Regions from separate parts of the Zea mays genome. Here all the other regions are linked to region 3. A link is a contact called in public Hi-C data. All regions are on one chromosome and are shown on one strand. Each heading gives the region's core, a stretch centred on a gene start, on an enhancer-like site or on the middle of the called end of the contact. The rest is flanking DNA. Distances are from core to core; before and after follow the strand shown. Region 1 holds the start of LOC100193157 (Pseudouridine synthase family protein). Region 2 holds the start of LOC103646078 (lysine histidine transporter-like 8). Region 3 holds the start of LOC100279193.

Evidence for each region. Hi-C and Micro-C count contacts between places; a contact is called where the count stands out from the background.
Region 1: a Hi-C map of leaf shows a contact between it and region 3, with 9 times the contacts expected there. The contact joins the promoter of LOC100193157 here to the promoter of LOC100279193 in region 3. A contact is called at or near these places in 3 of 25 Hi-C or Micro-C datasets (all in leaf).
Region 2: a contact with region 3 is called in a Hi-C map of leaf, with 5 times the contacts expected there. The contact joins the promoter of LOC103646078 here to the promoter of LOC100279193 in region 3. A contact is called at or near these places in 3 of 25 Hi-C or Micro-C datasets (leaf and tassel).

What each region holds. Positions count from the first base shown.
Region 1 is chr2:19,219,271-19,223,556 of Zm-B73-REFERENCE-NAM-5.0, reverse strand. It overlaps LOC100193157 (Pseudouridine synthase family protein), which reads right to left and starts at 1,927. Exons shown (of 15, transcript NM_001358669.1): 1 at 1,557-1,927; 2 at 713-1,065; 3 at 238-361; 4 at 15-129. The coding sequence starts at 1,646. LOC100284225 (anther-specific proline-rich protein APG) reads right to left here. Exons shown (of 5, transcript NM_001157120.2): 2 at 4,199-4,286; 3 at 3,768-4,028; 4 at 3,395-3,671; 5 at 2,797-3,284. The coding sequence ends at 3,055.
Region 2 is chr2:19,112,042-19,115,798 of Zm-B73-REFERENCE-NAM-5.0, reverse strand. LOC103646078 (lysine histidine transporter-like 8) reads right to left here and starts at 1,684. Exons shown (of 5, transcript XM_008670803.3): 1 at 1,174-1,684; 2 at 950-1,086; 3 at 384-811; 4 at 149-280; 5 at 1-65. The coding sequence starts at 1,565.
Region 3 is chr2:18,965,711-18,969,993 of Zm-B73-REFERENCE-NAM-5.0, reverse strand. It overlaps LOC100279193, which reads right to left and starts at 1,840. Exons shown (of 9, transcript NM_001152217.1): 1 at 1,718-1,840; 2 at 1,057-1,351; 3 at 890-946; 4 at 706-814; 5 at 1-96. The coding sequence starts at 1,209.

The DNA.
Region 1 (4,286 bases), core at 678-3,177, 250 kb before region 3:
CAGTATGATGAAACCTGGTTTCCTTTTACGGCTGTGCTCATTTGGCAATAAACTATGAAGCTTTTGTGAAGCATCACCATGAGTATATGTTAAGCGGATTCTAAATGAATTGTTACCATGTTTAGCATTCTGCAAAAGTTCAGTTAAACATGTTGGGGTTAGTGAACAAGCAACTATAAATTTTAGAATGTGGTGTCACCATAACTACAAAGAAAATGCAGTCAGGAAAACACATACCATTAGTTTCTCGAGTGATGGTGCTATCAAAAGTCGCAAGGCTTCCTTCACTGACATTGTTTGTTGTGCAAACATTTTGTCCTTGAACCAATTCTCATTGCCATATTTTTGTTTCATATATAATCTGTTCAGGTAAAAGCCAACTTATTATGCAAACATTTATGTGGTATCACATGGCATTAGAAAGATAGACAACGTATGCCCATGTGAATTTGAACAACAGAAAAGGAATTGATTTACATTTAATTGTCCATTAAGAGTTTAAAACTAAATATAGGTCATTGGCAGTGCTGGCTATGATTAAACCTTGTCTAGTGAACCAAAGTTATGATGATATGCTTTACACTATATGATGGTTTCTGTACACACTTATGGAACTCTGACATGATTAACACAATGATATCTCCATGAGTAACCAATAAAAAATGGAGCAAGAGGATAAACGGAGCAGATATTTTTAGCTAGAGATGATTACCTAACTGCACGCTCATTGGCGGCTATAACCGGCGGTAGTGAAATTTCTAGAGAAAACTCATCAACTTGGTAACTCTCCCCGTGCACTGCTTGAGATATTACTGAAGACATGTTGTCAATATGAGAAATGCCATTAGGTGTCTCCAGACCTTCATCTCGATGGAAGGTTGGGAGCAATACTCCCAAGCAGACAGAGCAATATGCATCATTCATCGATAGACATGGACATGACCCTCCTTTTATGGACTCATCGTGTTCTTCAAGGAACGAATGCAAAACTGATGCCGTAAGACATGCATATGAGCAGGCACTGCTATAGGCTCCAAGCAGGCGAAGGATGCAACGCACACAGACCTGCAATACGGCAGACTGCGCATTATTTTTATCCAATTCTGAATAAAGCATCAGCAGATAGGGTGCGCAGTACTGAATGACAGAAGAGCTTGAAGATAGAGGGGAAAAAACTCCGAAAGTAATGCTTACTCAGGGCACAGAAGAAAGAGTGTTCCTCTCCACTGAACAAACAGCAGTCAGAATTTGAAACCGAAAGAGGCCACATCACAGAACAAGGGCTCTCTTCCTTGTAGGTAAATTTGAAATATAGAGAAACAACTGCACTGGTGAGCAAAGTTGCTCAAACATACCAAGCCGATAGAACTAAATGCTCCAAGAGCACACGAAAAGCACTAAATCCAGCATTGACAACAATAAAAAAAATAGCCGCAACAACTGCTGCACTAATCAAACGGGTTCGTGCGGAGGTGACAACGAATGATGGAAATCAAGCAACGATTAGCGAACACTCAACACTCCAGTAGCACATGAACAAGTAGGAGCAGCCGTACCCCGACGGAAAGGAGGTGGTGGACGGCGTGCAGCGGTGGGAAGGAAGACTCCGCGGCGCGTTCAAGGATGTTCCTGGCCTCCGCCTCCATGGAGGTTTGGAGCGAAGGCTCAAGCTTAAATCCTAGCTGATTCCCCGGTGCCCACTTGTGCCACGGTTTTGCTGAGAGTGCAAGGCCGTCAGTGAGTCAGTCAGGTTACGGTTGATCTCGTCCCAGTAACCCCCTGTCGCTGGAACGGGAGCGGGCGTGGGACCGCGGCGTGGTAGCGCAAGCGGCGTTCCAGGCACGGGCTCGCGGCGAGGACTGATGAGCCAGGATGGTGGGGCGGGCGATCCTGGCGGCCGGCGGCGCGGTGACGGGAACGGGGAGCGGCCGAGGCAGAGGCGCCGAGCCGAGCGGGTATAGGAGACCATGGGCTGACGGGCTGTAAATCGATGCCAAGTGGGCCAGCAATCATGTCGCGTGCACCTTCGTAGGCTTCAGCGTTTCTACTGTGGGCTGCCACTATTACGAAGGACGTGGGTCTGGGCTAGACGCTTAGCCAAGTGGGCCAAGTGGGCCAGCAATCATGTCGCGTGCACCTTCATAGGCTTCAGCGTTTCTGCTGTGGGCTGCCACTATTACGAAGGACGTGGGTAGCCCAGGCCACATGTGATGGGTCACCACCACTAGTAAATGAGCTCTTATGCTGTCTATCGTGTATCGTGCATATGTTTGTGTTTTTACAACAAAGTAAAATTTAAAATAAGAGATTAGATAAGAGATATAATAAATATATAAGCTGCTGGAGAGAACCGACTTCAGCAGAGCACATACATACAAATTCTTAATAAATTAAAGGAGTGTTTGGTTTCTAGTGACTAATGTTTAGTCCTCCATTTTATTTCATTTTATCCCTAAATTGTTAAATACGGAGTTTCCGTATTTCACAATTTTAGGCTAAAATGAAATAAAATAGAGAGACTAAAAATTGCCTCTAGAAACCAAACACACCTTAAGTATATATAAAATAATTGTGAGCACATCCAATTTTCATTTTGCATCGACACTTCTTCAGTCGAACATCGCTTCGCTTCTGCTATTGAACAAATTGCATACACGCCAATATCCACGCGAAACTTATACGATAGTGCACGAAACGTTAAATAAGCCAGACCAGATACAAAAACCACGCGACACGTAGGCCTGAATATAATTACAGCAAAAACACATAGAGAGAGACACACACACCAGCATCTTGTTTGGGAAGAACATGACAAGCAACAGGTATATATCAGTGCATATAGGAATCTTCGGTCACGAACGCGCCGCCCTGAGAACCTTCTCGACGCCGACAAGAATCTCTACAGCCTTTAGCTTAAACCAATCTCTTAAAATAGTTGCCACACACGTACTTACTGATGCTTATTATTATCATTATTACAGTTGCAGCGATAGTATATCATACGTATCATCGAAGCATGCATGAGCATTCAATCAGAGCCAAAACAGATGCTGCTCATGGCCGCGACGACGGCGCCACCAGCTGCTGCACGTTGATCGGGTGGACGAAGGTCCCGTTGTCGCTGAAGAGCTGCTGCGCCGTGACCGCCGCCAACGTCTCGGTGGGGTGGAACCTGTCCCAGAAGAAGAAGCTGCTCCGGTTGGGGCACAGCGGAGCCGAACTGTTGCACGCGCCCGAGCCGAAATCCCCTGAGCCGCAGCACGCGCGGTCGGGCGTAGTGAAGTCTGTATAAACCATGGAGGTTTTTTTTTCCTTCTTTTAGATGGCGGCAAGGATCATTACTATGCCAGATGCCAGGAGCATTAGTAGGAGTAGGAGTAAGAGTATATATTACTGTTGGGAGGTGTGCTAGCGTGGGTGAATATCCACTGGGCCATCGCGACGGCGTCTCCGAGTGAGTACTTCATGCCGGGCAGCTCGTCTTGGCTGAGGCTCTCCAGCATGGAGCCGATCATGGGGTACAGCTGCCTGGAGAGGTTGTTCGCCGTGCCGAGGCAGCCGAAGCCGTCCACGTCGTGCGTGTCCTCCGCTATCTTCCTCTGCGACGGGCAGCACCCGACCAGCGACGGGCTAACGACGGAGAACATGGTTGCCCCGGCGGCGTACAGATCCTGTAGCATTCCGACGACATCGTTTAGGAATAATGACCATGCCAAAAGTTAATAATAAGCTTCCATGCATTTTGGTACAGATATATAGGGAGTAACCTTCACGTAGGTCGCGTAAAGAGCAACGAGCCCTCCCAGAAACGCGGTGTCGTTGCGGCTAACGTTGCGGTTCTTAGGGTCTGCGAAGAAGTCGCTGTACTCGAACAGGTCGTTGCTGCCGACGCTGATGAAGACGAGCGACTCGGAGACGAGACCGGGCGCCGTCCGCTCCCGTCTCTTGCTGCCTTCCCACGTCGTCGTCCGAACGAGGCTCGTGAAGTTGCCGACTTGCTCGGCCATGGAAACCACCGCGCCGCCACACTGCATCAAATTTAGACGGAACCGGTGCCGGCGACACGTACGTGAGTGAGTGAGTTCGCTAGCTGATCCACGGCACGCACGCACGAATACGATCGATGGACGGAGTGCGTCGACGACGATCACCAGCAACACAACCAAGCGGCCTGCAGCTAGGCGTCATTATTGCGTACCACAGAATCGCCGGTTGTAGGGAGGAGACCCGACCCTCCGGACGCGAAGTTGATGCCCGTGCTCACCGTCGTCCGCCGAGTGTGCCTC
Region 2 (3,757 bases), core at 435-2,934, 150 kb before region 3:
ACTAGCCTGGACGTGTCGCGGCTGTGGAACTTGTACAGGGCGCTCAGGATGCCATTGGGAGGTATCTGCGCGTGCATCGCAAATCATCAGTCACTCTCGACGTCGTCCGAAGCCCGTGCGTATGTATGTATATATGTGGTACACGTACCTGGTTGCCGTAAGCCCAGAAGCCACCGATGGCGACGGGGTACAAGCAGAGCGCGATGATGGCGTACGCTACCTTAACCCCCTTCCACATGGGCACATGAGATGGGTGTTTCAGTGTCGACGGCATCGTGCCCTGCAAAGCAACCACACTCTCGTCAGTTCGCCTGCTTTTAACCCTTTTCACCCCTTTTCCCATCCATCGTGCGCCCGGAAAGACGGATATTATCTTGACTGACCTGGATCTCCAGCACGACATTGTGGCCCCTGAAGGCGAAGGCAATGATTCCGAGGCCATTGAGAATGGCGAGTGCGCCGTCCACGTCGCTGGGGGCCTTGACGGGGTCGTAGGACACGGCGGGCACCCTGCCCTTGGCCACGGACACGGTCCAGATCATGGTGCAGTAGGCGACGGCCGCGGTCGCGCCCACCAGGGACACGCCGGCGATGGAGTTGAGGTTGGGGAGCTGCGACAGCAGCACGGCCGCGCAGACGAAGACGAGGTACCACTCCACGGTGGTGGGCGGGCGCGCCGGGCACGGCTCGCCGCACGCGATGCCGAACAGCAGCTTCATGCTGCCGCCGCCGACGATGATGAGCGCCGTGCAGATCCCCGCCGACAGGTACATCACCGGGAGCAGCGCCAGGATCTTGGCCCATCTCTCGCCTGAATGGGGAAACGCGTGTGAGCCACATCATCATACTACATGCGTCGTCAGGCGGCGGCGGAAACACGCATGAAGCTTTGGCGCACGCAAAGACAGAGGAAAGAATCGGCGTGGTTTAGGGAAACGCACGCACGCACCGAAAACTGTGGTGGCGAGGTGCATGTATCGGCTGTAGCGGGTGGCGCCCGCGACAGGCTCGTGGAGCCTGACGAGCAGCCACAGCGTGTAGAGCTGCCACCCGAACGCCAGGGTCAGGCAGATGATCGCCCACGTCCTGCAAAGAAGGAAACGAAACAAGAGCACGTCATATCCCATCTGAGCCAGCAGCAACCAACGAGCAAACATGAATGAAGGCACGCACCATCCGAGCGATGCGAAGGCCGTGGGGAGCACGAGCGCCTGGAAGCCGATGCCGGAGCTGAGGTTGTGGAACGCGGCGTAGTAGGCGTTGCCGCTCCTGGACTCGGTGATGGGCAGCCAGGCGTCCCGCGGGTCGGCGAGGCGCGTGATGTGGCCGACCTCCTCCAGGCATTCCCTGACGCCCGCCACCGCCTTCCTGACGGGGCTGGCCAGCGGCGTCGCCATGGCGCGCAGAGGCGACGCCACGGCGCGCAGCGGCGACGCCATGGCGTGCAGCGGCGACCGCCCGGGCGCCGGGGAGTGTATCTGCGACGGCGGCGTCGACACGGGCGGCGGCCGCGGGGACGGCTGCGCCGACTCCACCTCGCTGATCGCATCCTTGCTGGAAGACATGGCGGTGGCCGGCCTACTGCAGTCTGCAGTCTGCACTGCACGCGCCTGGGGCTGGTACGGTGTCTAGACTTGCCGTTGGGTTGGTTGGTTTGTCCCGACTCCCGACCGGAGCGGTCTGCCGGACGCGAGATTTTATAGGCGGTCTTCCCACTCGACCGTGCACAGACAGACAGGGTTGGTGAACTGGTGGTGAGTCATCGGTGTGGACGCCGTACAGTGTAACACATGCTGCTTTGCAGCTGTGGGTTGGTACGACTTGGGCAGGTCGGGTCGGGTCGGGTCCACGCTTGTGTGTAATGTGGGATATGGGTTCTGACTTGTGTGGGCAAATGGCCCAGCATGTGTTTCTGCTCTGCTGCCCTGCAGGCTGCAGCCAGCGCCACCGACACTGTTAAGTTTCGGTGCGCTAGCGACCTGTGCATCGCGGTGGATCTGTGAGAACGTGACGTAGTACGTGGTTCCTGATTCTTGGTCCCCGTGGGCGCCCTCTACTTCGGATCTTTATTAAGCAGGTCTGTGTTGATGCGTTGCTACGGGTACGGGGTGCGGTTCTCCAACCATCCTTCTTCTGCAACCTGTCAACGGGTCGAGCCAGACCGAACCCCAAATGACCTTCCCGACGCCGTGCTTGATCGTCTTCCGGATCAGTTACAGGAGTTGTTCACCCAGTGGCCAGCAGTGACCATACTGTGAAATCTAGCTCGTCGATCTGCACCCTAACCAAAATAATAATTCGCCCATCCTTGAAATGGTGCATGTTGGTCAGCATCATCATTAGGGCTGCCTTACCGACGCCATTCAAGTTCCAATATCGATACTCGGTGTTCCCGATGTAAGGCTGTCCGCAGCCATGTACTGCGCTACAAGTATCCAGTTCGTTGTGCAGTAAAAAAATATCGCAGCCATGCACCTCACGCCATACGCTAAAGTTAGAGTAGGTGAGAGAAACCTCATTTGTGGAGTCCACTCCATACACCTCACCGTAGTCCTGTTGGGTGGAGTGGGCCGGGCACAGTGGCAGTGTGGCAGTGTGGAGCTGTGAATAGTGTGGGAAAAATATAATATAATATATGGTAGTTGGTATAGAGTAGATATATAGAGTAATTGTGACCGCGGAGAATTGTTGAATAGAGTAGAGAATCTTGCTGACCAGGATAAAATATTCCTTTTAGAGTAGAAATTTAGGGTTACATGAGTGCGGATAGCCTAAGTTCCATTGTGGTTGATGCTGCATGGTGACAGGATCTAGCATGCCGGTAACGGCATCATCACTAGCACTACTCACTAGTAGTAGCATCGAGTTGGATGGATGGCACTGGCTTCGCTGTCGCCTTGTCGCGGTAACGGGGGGAAGTGAAGTTTGTCGTCGGGGGCGGCCAAGATGGCGAGCATCCGCGGGACACGCATGCATGCAGATTGCAGGCTACCAGATCCAGATGCTTGATTGTGTCGGCGGGCGTCCGTGCACGAACATCGATGTTGGAGACGGAGCAGGGAGCACCGAACGACTCCCGATCAGAGACGTAAGTTCCACGCTACTCCATCCACTACTTCCGTTTCCGTGGCAAGGAGGACGATTCGTGGCAAGAGATGTTTGTCGAAGAGCGTCTGCTGCTCGCCATGCTGATGCACTGCCACAGCCGAATGCGGATGATGTGAGTGTGACGGCCGCTGGACTAGTACCTCCCTTGTGAACAGTCGTTGTCAACTGGCAGATACGTGATAAAAAAAATACCCCATGTATGTACAGGTCTAATAAAGAAAAACGTTTACAAACGATTCCGCGCCAACGACTACGAATCACAGTTTGAATGAATGTCGTCCACGCATGTCAAAAAGGGACATGAATCCAATGATGAAAGCAGGAGCAGTTACGTAGGTACACGGTACACCCCCAGTTCCAAAATACTTATATTTTTTTTTGTAAAAACAAATAAATTTTAAAAATATATCTAACGATACTACTCGCATGCCGTAGATATCAATCTTTTTCTGTATATACCTGATTAAAGTTTGCTTACTGAAATAAAAAAATGATATAGAGGGAGCACACGTTCTCCGGAGGCTAGTCGAGGGCATTGACAAAAGGACAAAAGAAATTCACATTCCCCTTTGGTCGCGGTCGTGGACATGCATCGATGGAATGAGACGAACTAATCAAAGGTTAGCTGCCGCCATCTTTGATGGTTGGT
Region 3 (4,283 bases), core at 591-3,090:
GTATGATTCCCTTCTCGGACGTGTGATGCAGTAGAGACTGCCCAGAACCAGAGCCACCTTCCCTCTTTAAAAAGGCTATTGTTTTATCTTCCCCACCTACATTTGTTCAGACATAATAAACACATACAATCGAAGAAAACAAAATATGAAAACTGCAAGTGCACCAAACAATATATATCATGAACTGTATCAGAAAGACAAAATGTAAGGGTTTGATTGGTTTAGCTGCAGAGGTACATACAAGAAAGTAATTTAGGACAAAAAAGATTGCATTGTTCAAAATTATGTTACATTCCTACTCTTTGAAATTAAAACTCCATTGGAAAAATACAGGCAGCTAAGAACACAACTACAGCGAAAGAGCCTCTAGTCGAGTTGGTTAGATGGTCTGAGTAGCACTCCTGGTCCTGGGTTCGACTCCCCGTGGGAACGAATTTTCAGGTTGTGGTTAAAAAAATCCTCTCGTCTATCCCACGCCAAATCATAGGTCTAAGACCCGGCCCCGATCGCGGTCGTTCTCACATGGGCTACAGTGCCGCTGTATATGGGTGGAGCAGAGGTTCGGGGATTTTCTCGACCTGTGTGAGAAGGTCTTCTTCTTAATACGATGCCTCGGGGCTGTCTTACCCCCCGCAGGCCGAGTTTTCTTTTAAGAACACAACTACATATTTTCTCAAAATAGCAATGCCTATAGGCATAACTTACCTAAACATGCAGTAATATATCTTCCAAAGCAGTACATTGCAAATGCTTCATAACCATCACGTAGGATGCCACAGTAAACGCTTGTACTTGGATTTATCAAAGAAATACACTGTTGCAAAAGAAGAACATTAGGCATGCTGATGGAGTAATGTAGCACATACATAAAGTGTTTTAGAGGCCTTACTGACTCAATTGCATAGCAAGGGACCATGAGAATAACACCCAGTACAAATTTTTGTTCCTGTACAAGTAGAACAGAACCTAAAACAGTAAAAATTATGCTTTACCATAGTTCTGATAAACCGAATTATGCAAAAATTAAGATAGGATGCAAAAGTAGAAACTAGAAACCTCTGGATTGTTGTATGCTGAGAGATGCTCAAATATCAGGTACGTGGAGAGCGAAAGCGCAAGCAGCATGAAGAACCCAGCAACTAAAGTAGCCCATGTGGGTGCGGAGTATTGTGCCATCAAGGGCACTAGGAGCCCAACGTTGAGCCTCATGGTGACAGGCAACACTTCTTTGAACCGGTATGCTTTCAAAGTCCGTCAGCATCATCCAGCATCACCTTCCTGACCGAAAGCTGGCACTTCAATCCAAATTAAAGGGATCAAACCTCTTGGATCCACACGCCCAGTCTATTATCTGCAATGATGCAATGAACTCAAAAGTGTGAAATCCTGAACCTGTGAAATTCATTCCCACGAACTGAACGACGATCTATGAATGAAGCACAAAACATCCAAACGCAAACAATCTAACTAGTCCCGTAGAGTTGGTATGAACTGAATACAGTACAACTACGTTGAGATCACCAACATGGCCAACCCGAAAAAAGGGGCTGCAACAGACCAGAATTAAAAACGAAATCGCATCCGCGTCAGATCGCTCAATCTCCTCCGAGAAGAAACAAAAGGAACGCGCAGCTACGGGACGGGCAACAGAACCTCCCGTAGGCTTGACCGCATGAATTTGAAGGAATTGAAGGGAGCAGAGGAGCTTGAAAGAAACCTGAACCGACGACTCGCCCAACCGGCTGCGGGAATGGGTGGAGAGGCTGCCCCGTGCCGATTACCCTGTTGGATCTAAGTGAATCCAGCGTCGCCGCGCGTGATTTCCCGCGACATGGACGGGGAGGTGGAGAAGGGCAAATCGCGAGAACGAATTGTGACGGCGTCGCCTCCCTGTTTCCTCTTTCCTTTCCCGTGGACCGCCGGTTTCCGCAGAGGCGACGACGTGACGCCAATTGGCTTTTGCGCTGGCCCGTGTAGCGTAGGAGTATACATGTGGATACGGATCGGGCTAGCCGGGCGGCCCGAAGCACGACGCGAGTTTGGCTCGGCCTATATCCAGCATGGCACGTTGCTAAGCTCCATGTCGGTCTGGCCTAGTCACCAGACCGTCTGGGCCCAATAGGCGGCACGGCACGGCTCAATTTTATTTTTTCTATTTTTTCATACAAATACCTATGTTATACTTAATATAGAATATAAAATAAAATAAAGCATATATGTTTTATTAATTATATGGTTCTAAATGTGTTTAGAGTTAAAAATATGATTAAAACCCTCATATATATACATATTTTTACCATTTAAATGGCATAAACCGTTATAGGCCCGTTAGACTCGTCGGGCCGTGGGCCGGTCCGCCACGATTATTAACATATCGAGTCGTGCTTGGGCCTCACTCGTGGCCCGTGGGCCAGCATGGCATGGCCCGCTATCTCATCCGGGCTGGGCCGGCACGATCTCTATTCGTACCAAGCCTAGCCGTGCCTGGGCCGGACCGACCCACCTGGCCCATTTGGACATGACTCTATAGTGTGTGGGCATTTCAAAACCGGAACTCTGACCTCAATTATTTGGGTTTTAGGGTTCAAATTTCGATTCTCGACTGTTGTATATTTAGAGTTATGGTTTTAATTACTTTCCTTTAAAATATGAATAGAAAAAATAATCTAAAATATAGAAAAACTCTTAGCATGTCATGATATTATTATATGGTCTATGAACCTATTAACTAAAAATTATGACCTCATCTTAATGATAGTATAATTATATGTCTATATGCTATTTTTATTAGTCACTTATTGTAGTAATATTACTTCTACTTAAATATTCATTGCATACTTTTCAACAAAAGCCACTAATCTATCTATTATTTGGTTTATTCGGTGGAACGAATAGATCGAACCGAAATTATCGATCTTTTGGTGTCCAGTTCCTAAAATTACTTGGATTCAACTCAGTTCTCATTTTAAACCTGCAATTTGAAAAATCTGAATAGACCGAACCGAATTAACCTAATAGACTGAATGCCCACCCCAATTCAATCTATATAGAACAATATCATGTGTATCTTTTGTCTCTATATCTCTTTTACATTTTTTTCCTAAAAATAATTATATTTGTCTAACGGTACTTTTATATCTCTCTACCTTAATACTCCCTACATCTTCATCTTAATTTATAATTCGCTTGACTCGTCTTTATTCATTTTTTGTGAAATATAAAAAATAAAGTCATACTTAAATTGTATGAGACACGATATAAAAATTAATAATAATTATAATTTTTTAATAAGACAAGTCGGTCAAACTTGATGTAAAAAAGTTAACAAATTATAAATTGAACCGGAGGGAGTATGTATGTTAAGGACATTTTGTTCTAGATTTTTTACATATGTATTTGTTATATCCTCAAATATCTTATACATATTTTAGTTTTTCTTAATCTATTGTTTAAAGTGTAAAAATAGATAGATAAGAAGAAAGATAAACTCTATATAGAAAGAGGATTAGATAGTTGTTGAGCATCGCCGTGGTGGCGACGCGGATGGTCCGGATGTGAACATAATCAGTTATGGTTCCTGATTTTTTTGTGGGAGTTGTTAACAAAATCTACGTGTCGGGTATCGTAATTAGAGGTACCTAGATTACACCCCTAAACACGCTTAACCTCTAAGCTACCGTGGGACACATTCCCCGAGGTCAAGGAGGTATGAGTCACGATTCGCGCGAGCCCCCGCTTGGCGGTTGCTCAAAACTCCGCCTCGCCCGAGTCTGCCCTCAAGCGAGGGTAGCTCCCGGGGAAATCCTCATCTCGCCCGAGGTCCCCTCTTCACGAAACAATGTTTTTCGCCTCGCCCGAGCCCGCCTCGAACAGGAGGACAAACCCGAGCCCGACCCCAGTCAAAGGTCACGAGAACCGTGGAGACATGGGCATTCAATGCAAATATCTACCTCACGTGACATCGTAGGCGAACATGAGTGACACGACCATGGTATCGTCCGCTTTTACCAACTACGATTACTGTCGGCGTTTCGAGACAGGGGGGTCCCTAAGCCGACGAGTGAGTGTGCTGCGTGCCCCAGCCCAGATGGTCGAGCGCGTGGGCGAGCGCGAAGGGGGGAGAGGCGAGGTGGCCGGAGTCGAGCGTGAGAGAGGTGGAAGTCCCGCGGCCTTCGTGTTCGTCCCGCGCCCAGGTCGGGTGCGCTTGCAGTAGGGGGGTTACAAGCGTCCACGCGGGTGAGGGAAGCGAGCGGCCCCAAGAGAGCGCCTGTCCCGTCCTCGGT